Linked DNA regions of Arachis hypogaea: region 1 is linked to region 2. Evidence: chromatin contacts called from public Hi-C data. All regions are on one chromosome and are shown on one strand. Each heading gives the region's core, a stretch centred on a gene start, on an enhancer-like site or on the middle of the called end of the contact. The rest is flanking DNA. Distances are from core to core; before and after follow the strand shown. Region 1 holds the start of LOC112720381 (imidazoleglycerol-phosphate dehydratase, chloroplastic). Region 2 holds the start of LOC112720369 (putative pentatricopeptide repeat-containing protein At5g43820).

The links. Hi-C and Micro-C count contacts between places; a contact is called where the count stands out from the background.
Region 1: a contact with region 2 is called in a Hi-C map of leaf, with 2.4 times the contacts expected there. The contact joins the promoter of LOC112720381 here to the promoter of LOC112720369 in region 2. A contact is called at or near these places in 2 of 8 Hi-C or Micro-C datasets (both in leaf).

What each region holds. Positions count from the first base shown.
Region 1 is chr11:15,402,664-15,408,770 of arahy.Tifrunner.gnm2.J5K5, forward strand. LOC112720381 (imidazoleglycerol-phosphate dehydratase, chloroplastic) reads left to right here and starts at 2,677. Exons shown (of 10, transcript XM_025771310.3): 1 at 2,677-3,124; 2 at 3,415-3,511; 3 at 3,603-3,886; 4 at 3,984-4,108; 5 at 4,349-4,453; 6 at 4,719-4,811; 7 at 5,247-5,321; 8 at 5,527-5,589; 9 at 5,895-6,004. The coding sequence starts at 3,652.
Region 2 is chr11:15,114,107-15,119,760 of arahy.Tifrunner.gnm2.J5K5, forward strand. LOC112720369 (putative pentatricopeptide repeat-containing protein At5g43820) reads left to right here and starts at 3,176. Exons shown (of 3, transcript XM_025771290.3): 1 at 3,176-3,754.

The DNA of each region.
Region 1 (6,107 bases), core at 1,427-3,926, 290 kb after region 2:
AACTGAATTCTCATCATAGAAAGAATAAATTTATGTTATTTCATTATACAGAATTTTTATTATTTTTTATAAATTTTTATTTTTGTTTACTTAATTTTTTTATATCTAATGTATTTTTTTTTTCTATGTGAAAGAGAAATACTTTTTTTTATACGATTTTTCATATTCTATTTCTATATCATTTTTTAAACTCTAATTTCAGCTAATTACTTCTAGTTGATGGTACCCATGTTTCACTTTTTTTGTTTCCATCTGATGTTGAGAAAATGGAAACTAGGGATGAATTTGTTATTAAGCCTAATATGGCTTGTAAGTTGGATATGAATTCCTTAGCTCTGGAAGATCCTCAATGAAGCGATGATGCTAAATTCAAATCCTGACAATGAGATGAATGATGACTCCAGTGATGCTTCTCAAGAACAGGATAATCACATTTTGGTCGACAGCACCAAATCTCTTACTGCTTTGCATTGGGTGAATGTATGTTCGGACCCTGATTCTGCAAAAAATCTGGCACAAGCTGTTTCTGATGGGAAATGTCACATGCATACTGATGACGTTAATCTCAAGTGGGAGATAATGGTTGGTCTTCTAAAGAGGTTGATATGAATGATGCCTGTGATGAGGTTCTTGAAGGTGGATAAAATTACCAAGGAGAAAAATGAAGTCGTGGATGTCTCTGGTTCTGTTCCCAATCATGCTGATGAGAGTTCTTTGCAAGTAAAATCTGATTTGAAGGATGAAATTGTATTGGAGGGAGAAAAGAATTTGGATAAAGACATTGCATCACGTGAAATGTGTTTGGATGAAACTGGCCTAAGTGCATCTGGTGCTAGTTCTGGTACTGCTGATGTTTTCTTCAAAAGATTCAATGCCTTGTAAGCAATCAGTTTTCTATTGATTTCAAGGGACAGATCAAATAAATTCATCCATTGTATCAACAATTATCAGCTTGTCTACATTTTGTTCTTTTTTCTTTCTGTAACTAATGTCAGAAACTTCTTCGTCATTTTGAGAGCTTTTATGTACATTTTGTTGCTCAAGAGTTGTCTGTTGGAATTTTGAAATGAAAAATGCTGCAGCTGCAGCCTGCAAGTGCCAATTCTGTGGAATGGACGCACAATGTTTATTGATAGATTCACAAATAGGATTCCATGACTTTCCCTGTCTTTTTCTTTTTCATTTATCTGTGTCTGGTTTTAACTTTTTAATAGAAAAAAACAAGAGATTAGAAAAGTTTTAAAATACTATAATGACATAGATAGATTTGTCATTTAAGGCTTTTCCTAATCTATGTTTGTATGGAATGATCTGAATATTTTTAAATTTTTAATGAATTAGAAATTTTTATTCCTTTTTTAAAGAAAAATTCCATAAATTATTAAGGACGTTATTTAGTAGAATTCTTATCTTAATGTAAATTGTTTAAAGCATAATTAATTGATAATATACTTAATGATGACAAGTGGACAACTAGAAATCCACTTGCAAATAGAGCAACTCAGTGAATAAATATTGAAAAGGAGATTTTATGGTACTGATCGTACTTGTCAGCATTGCATGCATGCTTTCATGTGGTGTTATGGTAAGGACGTGACGCGTGGAAGCTGAGGTTAGTCGGGGTAAGGGTTCTGTGCGGTGGTTCTGTTGGTTTACATTTGGTAATCTTTTTATTAAAATGGATTATAATAAAATAAATATTATTTAAATTACACTATTCAAAATTACTTTTAAATAAAAAATTACTAAATAAATATCAAATTAAATAAATTTTTTATATTATTCTATCATTTTAATTTAGATATTTAAATAAATATTATTAATTAATTTTATAATAAAATTAATATTTACTTACTAAAATAAAAATAATATATAAAAATTGATAAAATATATTTTTATATCAAAAACAAAAATAATATATAAAAAATATATCAAAATTTACTTTATTAAATTATATTACTTATAATTTTTTTAATATTTTCAGTATTTTTTTATTTAATATTATTTTAAACTATAAATTTTAATTATTCATAACTTTATTCTTAATTATAATTAGTTTTTTATTTATTTTATTCTTTTTAATGGAATCAATAATTTATATTATAATAAAATTATAATAATAAATTAATATACAAAAATTACATTTACAAATTTTAACAAAGTCAAACTAAAATATTTTTTATATAAAATCAAAAATAAAAATTTAATAAAAATTATAATTATATATTTAAAATATTTGAAAGAATTACAAAAAAAAAAGTAAAAGAATTGATAAAATAAAATAAATTCAATCCTAATGTGATTATCTAAACGCATAAGCTACAATTTCTAACTTCTTATAAACGCACGTTAAGTACTTAGGTTGGCGTTTAAAGAAAACAAAGCATCGAAATAAAAAGTGAAAGCATTTAATGCACTCAAACGTGCTCCTCTTCCTTCTAACACAAAACTAAACACACCCAAAGTTGTGAGAATCAGACAAATCCGGCCAGTCGGACCGGAAAACTGGTGACCCAGCACAAAATCAATCCGGGTAGATCAAAGGACCGAATAAAAAAAATCTGTAAAAACCAGTTTGACCAAGTCTGTTCTAGTAAAACCCGTCGAACCGGCCGGTTTTGGGAACCCGAACCGCTTCAGAATTTAGAAAAAAAACCTAGGCCTAGTTCAGTAACCCACCCCACCCCCATCTCTCTCACTCTCCCTCTCACTCTCACTCCCCACAGAGGGACAGCGTCGCCCCCTCCCCCAGCTCTCTCACTCTCACCTCGGTTCACCGCCATCGCCGCTCGCCTTCGTCGCCGCGCCTCTCGCCGAATTCACCGCATCGTGTGCTCTCGCCGGATCCACCGCAAGCTCGCGTCTCCTCCGCTCGTTGTCCCTCGCGTGCTCGTCGCCAGAGGTCTTGCTCCCTCTGTCTCGTATTCTGCTCGTCCCCCATCACTGCACCCAACGCCTGGTGTGCTCCACTGCTCGCGTCTTGCCTCTCTTCCTGCAGCTGTGCTTCCTGGTGAGTGCTCGCGTCTCGCCGTGCCGCGCTTCCGTCCCTCCCTCGCCTTTCTTCCGAGGGTGTTGGTGCCTGCACTGCACTGCTCGATTCTGCCGCTGCAACAACAGTCAACATGTAAGCTTTTTTGTTTCAGTTATTATAATATTCTATATTAATTTTTCATAGTTGATTCATTGATGTGATTTCTGTTAATTTTATTGTTGTTTCATTTATGAATCTGATTAGAATATGGCAGAGGTTGAACTTGAAATGTTGTTGTTAATTTTATTGTTGAATTAGTTTATGAGTTGCGCTATGAATATGCAGTGATTTTGTTGAGTGTTGAATTGGTTTATGAATTATTTGCTGATTATGAATGATTTTGTTGATTTTTGATTGTTCCCTGCGCTCCTCGTCGTCGGCAGCAGAGGCAGCAGGTCCTTGTGGGCTGGTCTTTGTTGTCGTCTTGTTGCCTCGAGCCACGCTGTCAGCTTCCCAGCTTCCTTTGCGCAACCCGATTTGGTGAGTTCCAACAAATTCCCCTATTCTTTCTGATTCAATTTGGTTGACGTAATTCATCACTGCACTCTGATTTTGTTGCTGAAAGTTGAAGTTGTGGCTGAAAGTTGAATGTGTCGGTGAAATTCGTTACTGAAATCTGAATGGAGCTGTTTGCACCTCCGTGTCTTCCAAAATGCCCTTCATCCCTGCTTCTCAAATCTAGGGTTAGGTATTTTCAGAGGACGCTGAACCCAACATCCCTACATTCCAAAGCTTCAATCTTTTCACTGAATCACCGCTGTCTCACCCGAATGGATCCTCCCATAAACCTTTCTTGTGCTGCTTTGGTGAGAGACAACAACTCTCCAGCTACATCAGCTTTGCCAGTTGACTCAGGTCAACGCAAAATCTCAAGCTTTCTTCCTTTTTGCTTTTTCTCTCATCAAGTAGTGGCTTTTCATTGAATTTGAATGTCTTAATTCATCATTTTCAGGTGCTAGAATAGGTGAGGTGAAAAGGGTCACTAAGGAGACTAATGTCTCGGTCAAAATAAACCTGGATGGTTGTGGAGTTGCTGATAGTAGTACTGGAATTCCCTTCCTTGATCATATGCTTGATGTTAGTAGTTTAAATTTATGTTTGCTTCATTGGTAGAATGTAATTTGAAATTTCAATTACTGGTCAAGCACACTTCTTGGTAGCTAACAACTTCAAGAACTGTTGATGAAGTTTTGTTCTAAATTTCATAGTTGATTTTGTCCATAAAAAGTTTGCTTCCTTCTAACTTGGAAATAAAAATCATGGCTGCTAAAGATGAGTCACAGAAACTAAACATGACTATGACTTGTGTATTTTCAGCAACTTGCTTCACATGGGCTGTTCGATGTACATGTCAAGGCTACAGGTGACACACATATTGATGATCATCACACTAACGAAGATGTTGCTCTTGCTATTGGAACGGTACTGCAAACACCAGCTATATGAACTGTGTTTTCATTTTTTTTGGTCTGTTCCTAGAAACTGTAACATGCTTCATTATATGATATTTTTCTTCATCTTTTCCTTGCACAATGCCGTCGAAATCATTGATGGCAACAGTATATATGTTAGTTCTCAGTTTCTTACCTTATAATAGTTAGGTTTATAATTATGCACTTTTTTTTAAATGATTTTTGCATTTAACTATCATGTTTAATCTAAGTGTTGTCTATTACTCCATCTTCAGGCTTTGCTACAGGCTCTTGGTGATAGGAAGGGTATTAATCGGTTTGGTGACTTCTCTGCTCCACTTGATGAAGCATTAATACACGTTTCACTGGTAATTTGCATACCACTTGCAGAAATGATCATTAAGCATTATTCGAAGTTTAAAATTTAAATATGTGAATAGGATTCATTATAGAACATGGTGATGTTAATCCATGTATCAATCCCATATAGTGGGACAACACTTAGTTGTTTCTTATTGTTAGGGGAGAAAGTGTGATTTTTTCTTTGCTTAGGCATATGATAATTGGAGTAGGTTTGGTATTACATTTGCAAATTAAACAATCCGAATTGTCATGCTGATTAATGTACATAAAAATAATTTGGACCATTGAAGTTCAGTTAGCTTTTGTATTGAGGCTCATGCGTTCTCAAGCAATAAATGCATACAAGGCTACTGAATTATGTTCCCATTTGTTGTAAGCTTATTGTCTCAAATAAATTTGTTCGTTCTAATACTTACATCCTTCTTCCTAACCTTGTCCAGGATTTATCTGGCCGGCCACATTTAGGTTATAATTTGGACATCCCTACCCAGAGGGTTGGGACATATGACACTCAGGTCTCACTTTCATTTGATTATTTCATCATTGAGCTTAGAATTTGCCCTTAGAATTTTATTGAATAAGTTTTAGACTGTTGAGCCCCTAATTTTTCCAGCATAGATGTTATTTTAATGGGACACTCTTATTGTATTTGCTGTTGGCTATACTTTTCCCTTTATATCTATTCTTCATTGATGAATACTCTTAGTATCCTGTATGTAGTTGGTGGAGCATTTCTTCCAGTCCTTGGTGAATACTTCTGGTATGACACTTCACATTCGGCAGGTATTGAGACATCAGCTCTTTGTCATTTTAATCAGCTATAGAAATTGCATTTGGAAGTATAATTCTGCATATTGTCACAGAAGTATAATTATTATAGATGTACTAGGCCTCTCAATTATTCCTTAGCTACATGGGTTAGAAAATATAGGTTCTTTTTGCCTCATGGCTCTTTCTATGGTCTTCATTTGTTGAATACATTTTCAAACTTAAGATTTCTCTGGTTTTATTCTTTTTCTAGTTAGTGTTCTTTTATTACAAGTCTAACAACCTGTTAACGGAATACATATGTATTCCTCTGTGAACAGCTTGCCGGAAAAAACTCCCATCATATTATTGAGGCAACCTTCAAAGCTTTTGCTAGGGCTCTTCGACAAGCAACAGAGTACGATCCACGTCGCCGTGGAACAATACCAAGGTCTGATAACTTTGAACTCGATTTTATTTTATAATGAAAATCTTATTTATCCGCTATATAACTCTGCTGGAATTTAGAGATCGTTACTTTCTGCCTCATTCTT
Region 2 (5,654 bases), core at 1,926-4,425:
AATGAACGACAAAAGCTTTAAAGATTTTTCCCAAATGCCTTTTCCTAATCAAGATTTGGTTTCTCATTTTTCAAGTTCTATGATTATGAATGAGTTGGGTTATGATGTACATCAACTTCGAGAAGAACATGCTATAAATTTGAATAAATTGACAGATGAACAAAAACTCATTTACCAGAAAATAATTTACACGGTTACAAATAAAAGAGCTGGGTTCTTTTTTGTTTATGGATTTGGTGGTACTGAAAAAACTTTTTTGTGGAAATTGTTGTCTTCTCTTCTTCGTTCAGAAAAGAGAATTGTTTTAAATGTTACTTCTAGTGGTATTGCATCTTTATTGCTACCTGGTGGGAGGACTGCACACTCATTGTTTTGCATCCCAATCGAGTTGAATGAGGAATCTATGTTCAATATTAAGAAAGATAGTCAATGAGAAGAACTCATCCGTCGTGCTTCTCTAATAATATGGGATGAGGCACCCATGACGAATAAGTTGGCACTTGAAGCCCTTGATAGAACTTTTCGTGATTTAATGAGTTTGAATGTGCCTTCGGCTCGTGATATTCCCTTCGGTGGGAAAGTTATTGTGCTTGGTGGTGATTTTAGACAAGTGTTACCAGTTATTCCTAAACGAACTCATGCTGAAATAGTTATGACTTCAATTAATTCGTCAATTCTTTGGAAACATTGTAAGGTAATGTGGTTGACAAAAAATCTTCGGTTATAAAAAAAACTCCTTGGTGTCAAATTTGGATGAAGTAAAAGAATTTTCTAATTGGATTTTAAAGATTGGTGAAGGTTCTTGTGGGGTTCAAAAGGAGGATGAAATTATTGTTGATATTCCAAGTGATTTACTTATTCCTTCGACTGACAATCCTATTCAGGATATTGTTTCAGCTATATATTCAGATATTGATGATAACTATGGTAATGCTTTGTATTTTCAAGAACGTGCTATACTTGCTCCTACTGTTGATATTGTGTCGCAGATAAATGATTTTGTTGTTGATACTCTTCCTGGGTTAGTAAAGGTTTATTTGAGTTTTGACTCTATTTGTAAAAGTGATTGTCAAGATGTGATTGAAACTGATTGGTTGACAACTGAGTTTTTGAATTAGATTACATGTTTAGGGATACCAAATCATGTTCTTAAATTGAAGAAAGGTGCTCCTATTATTTTGCTAAGGAACATAGATCAGGCAAATGGATTGTGTAATAGAACTCGACTTATTGTTCAAGATCTTGGAGATAATATTATTGGTGCTGAAGTTGTGTCTGGAAGTAACATTGATGACAAGGTTTTTATTCCTTGGATGAATTTAGTGCCCAGTGATCTTGGTATTCCTTTTAAATTTCAGCGCAGACAGTTTTCAATTAGTCTTTGTTTTGCGATGACTATTAATAGGAATTAAGGGCAAACTTTATCTTTGGTTGGTATTTATCTTCGACAACCAATTTTTTATGTTGCGATATCTAGAGTGACAACAAGATCAGGATTAAAGATATTATTGTCTAATGAAGATGATAACTATTGGAACTCCACATCTAATAATGTTGTTTATAAGGAAGTTTTTAAAAAAATATAATTTGGTAAGTGGATTATTTAACAGAATTATTTGTTTAGTATATTTTTCATATACCCATATAGATCTTATTTTTCTCTAATTCCTATTGTCTTCTGCATTTGGGGTTCGTTTTGTTCGATATGCCCTAAATTCTATATTCGACTATCGTTCAGAAGAGACACCGTGGGTCTAATAACTGAGTGTTCTTTGTTGATATGCAAATCTAATATTATTGATAATGGATTTGGATTAGGGTGCTGTTAATGATGATGACCTCTTTATTAGAGGGAAGCAAAATATGTATTTAGAAAATTCTACTATTATTGTTTTAGTTCGATTGTATTTGTTTGATATCTATTTTAAGACATAAAGATTTTTACTAATGTAAAAAGTAATAATCCAAAAAAAATTAAAAAAAGTTGAGTTTATGTTGTAAATAAAAATTTTCGACCCGTGCAAGTATAACTTATAGCATGCATTATAATGTTTATATTGATTTGCTATCCGTGGACATGCACACTGACTTGAATTCTTGCAATGAAGCTTTCCATGTTCAGACGTAAGATATGCTTAAAACTATTTTTGCAGACAAAATGAATGTAGTTTGATCATTTCTAATAGATATAACTTATTGTGGGATGAGCTAGAGATTACTTTGAAGCTGTTGGGAAGGAAAGAAGGTTATTCCGGAACTATCGTTAGAAACAAAGCAATTGGAGAGTTGACAGTGCTCATTCAGTGCCTTTTTTTTCTGTTAATCATTATGCTGATGTTAAAATTGGTTTGAAAACTCTGTTAATTTTTGTTAAAGCATGTTAATTATTGTGCTGATCTTGTTAAAATTATGTTTGAAAATTTTGTTAATCTTAGTGTGTTTATTTATATTTTATTTATTATTTTATTATAAAACGGTTATTCCTATTGAATTACGATTGAACCGGTTAGACTAATAAACCAGTAAACTAGTCCTAGAACGGTTTGATGACCGGTATGGTTTTCAGAACGACTCACCAATCCAATGACCAGTAGCATGACTGGTTCGATTATCGAATTGGTTCTGACAACTATGCCTCTGCCATCTTATTCTTGTTTGTGTTTATATTATCCACTACTGCACCCCATTCTCTATTCACTTACCTACCAATTCCCACTACTCCCAAAGTCCCTCCCTATCCCCATTTGAGCCTCTCTCTCAATCATCAGAACAGCGGCCACTTCTTTCTCCAGTGTTACTCCCATATCTTCACTTTGGCTTCTGTTACGTGTTTCTCTCCATCGTCGCCGTTGTTATGTAATGTTTCTCCAAGCTGCAACCTTTTAGCTATCTGCTCTATGTGATGTCTTTTCTGACTAATTGATTTTTGATGACTTGATCTATTAACAAGATGAATTAGTTTAATCTTTTAAATTTCTTTGTTCAGTGATCTATTTTATCCAATGTTCTGAAAATCGAATTGGACCGACCAGTTAAACCGGTTCAACCAAAACCGATAAAAATTGGTCCGGTCCAATGTGTAAAACCGTCGAATCATAAACCGCTCAAAAACTGCTAAATTGGTCGGTAACTGACCGGTCAGATAGAATTGGAACCCGGCCGGTTTAAAGAAAACGACGTCGTTTCCTTCATTGAAAGGGAAAAAGGGGTTGCACGCGTTATCCCCCCCCCCCCCCCCCTTCTCTCCAACTCCTCCCTTCAGCAAAGAGCAAACTGCCCAAGCCTCCACCAAAGAAATCAAACCCTAGCCACCACCAATAGTTGTCGCCGTCTGTCGGAGTGAGAGATTGCTGCCGCCGTCCGTCGCACTCAAGAACTTCCGTCTTCGTGCTCTTGGGCCTCTCGCCGGATCCTCCGCGTCGTGTGCTCGCATCTCGCCTCTCTCCTCTTGCTCGTCTGCTCGCGCCTTCCTCCGCCAGTGAGTGCTCGAACTGTGCGTGTTTCTGCTCCCCCACCGCTGCTCTTCTGCCGGCATCCGTCGCGCTCAACACCACCGTCTTCGTCTGGGCGTCGAGCCCGAGTCTCCAACCCCTTTCCTCATTCACCAAGCGCAACTTCTTCCTCGAATTCGCCGGCCGCCGTCTTCTCTTCCTTTGCTCAGCCACGCTTTTGCCGCCGTTCGTCGTTGTGCTCATCGCCTGGTCTCCGTCTCGATCGCGCTTCTGCCCTTCTGCTCAGACTGCTTAGAACGAAGGTAATAATGACTTCATTTTTTTTCATTCTTTGTTCTTCGTTCTTTGCTCAAAAATCATCCAATGATTATTGAAAATTTGAATGTTGTGTGGTTTTAATTTTTTATTGAGTGATTATTTCTTATTGATTAGCCCTGGTTCTGCTGTTTTTCTGTTCTGCTATTCTCGGTCAGTAGGTGGATTTCTTTGTTTTTCTATTTTTCTGTTTTTGTCTGGTAAATCAGAGAAGGATATTGCATGTTGGGTTTCTTTTTGTTCACTGCTTGGAATTTTGTTGCTGAGAATTGTTCATGTCTGATGTGTCTTTTGATAATATGTAAGTCTGTTTCAGGTGGTTAATTATTATATGTTTTCTTTCTGTTAATTTTTAGTCCCCTCCTCCTCAACCCTCCCGACCAGAAACCCCTTCACCTTTCAAATTTGTTATTTTTGTCCCTGCCTGTAGAAAGCTATTGTAGAAGAGATTCAGCTTGATTCCTTTGTAGGATTTGATGGGTTCCTTTACCAAAAAGTTTTAACAGATTGTATTAGTAACTAATACCATTATTTAATGAAGTGATATATTCTTGATCACTACTAAACTGGTCCAGCAAGGGGGATTCTTCTCATATCTTGAAGGTGATTTTTCCATTATCATTATGGGGATTTTTGTGGCGTATGATTCCCTTATTTGCAAGAAAATGTTACTGTCATATTCCCTTTCAATGCTGTTGCCAAGTCCTGAATGCTCAACATTAGTGGTTGCTGGGAGGAATGGGAATAAGAGTAGCTATTCAGAAGACTGGCTTGCAATAATGATTTGCTTAACTGTGTGAGTTTTCTGTGTTAGTCTAGCTACATTGAGAAGCATTATGTTGTACTATAAATTTTTGGATTGAAGTTTTCTCCAATAGGATTTACTTGAGTGCATTACATGATGCTACACATCCTGATGTCAATTTTAGCAGTATTTGATGGCTGTAAGTAGTCTAGGATTGTAAAGCACCACTTTGATATTAACTTTTATCTTAATCACTCCTGTTCAGGCTTCTATGTGTAGCAGAATATGATTATCTTATTTATTTATCTTTTGAATACATGGTGTGATTTTGAACTTTTCAAGTTTAATTTGGAATTAAGAGAGCATTGTGTATTCCAGGATTTGTGTTAAGGCAATGTAGTGGGGAACAGTGGAGCTTTTTCTTAAATTTCGATTAGTAACAAACTGAATGACAAATTGATAATCATAAGGGTAAATACTTTTTCAGGTATCAATAGGCCTTGTGGAATAATAGAAAATTATTTTTTTCCTATTTTTATTTTTAGTGTTTATTTATAATTTATTTATTATTTTATTATAAATTTTTCCGGTTGAACCACGGTTAAACCGGTTGGACCAGTAAACCAGTGAACCAATAGCTAAAGCGGTTCGATGACTGGTCCGGTTTTCAGAACCTTGATTTTATCTGATTAGTTCTGGTTTTGCCTCTTTAAGATATGAAAATAAAGTGAGTGATTAAAATGATTAAATTCAAAGCTGGCTCTCAACTCTTTGTGCTTTGTTCTGCCCAACTAGAATCTTAATTTGCCTGACTTTCAATAAACCTTGTTATTATGAATGAACTAATTAACATTCTGGAGCTTTAATTTGTTTCTGTTTTGCTTGTCATTTGAATGTAACAAATGGAAAGACGAAGGCTTATCATATGAAGAAAATTGTCAAGTCTTATAGGTGTGGCTTGGTTTTCACCTGGTATAGCTGTGGCACAAACACAATGAGATTTATTGATGATCTTTTTTATCTTATGGTTTTCTTTTTCTGTTCTGTTGATATATTTTTCTGTTTGTGATTCTTTCTGTAATTCTATTTCTGTTGATCATATTTATTATATGGTTTTCAATTTCTATAAATTGATTTTGTAA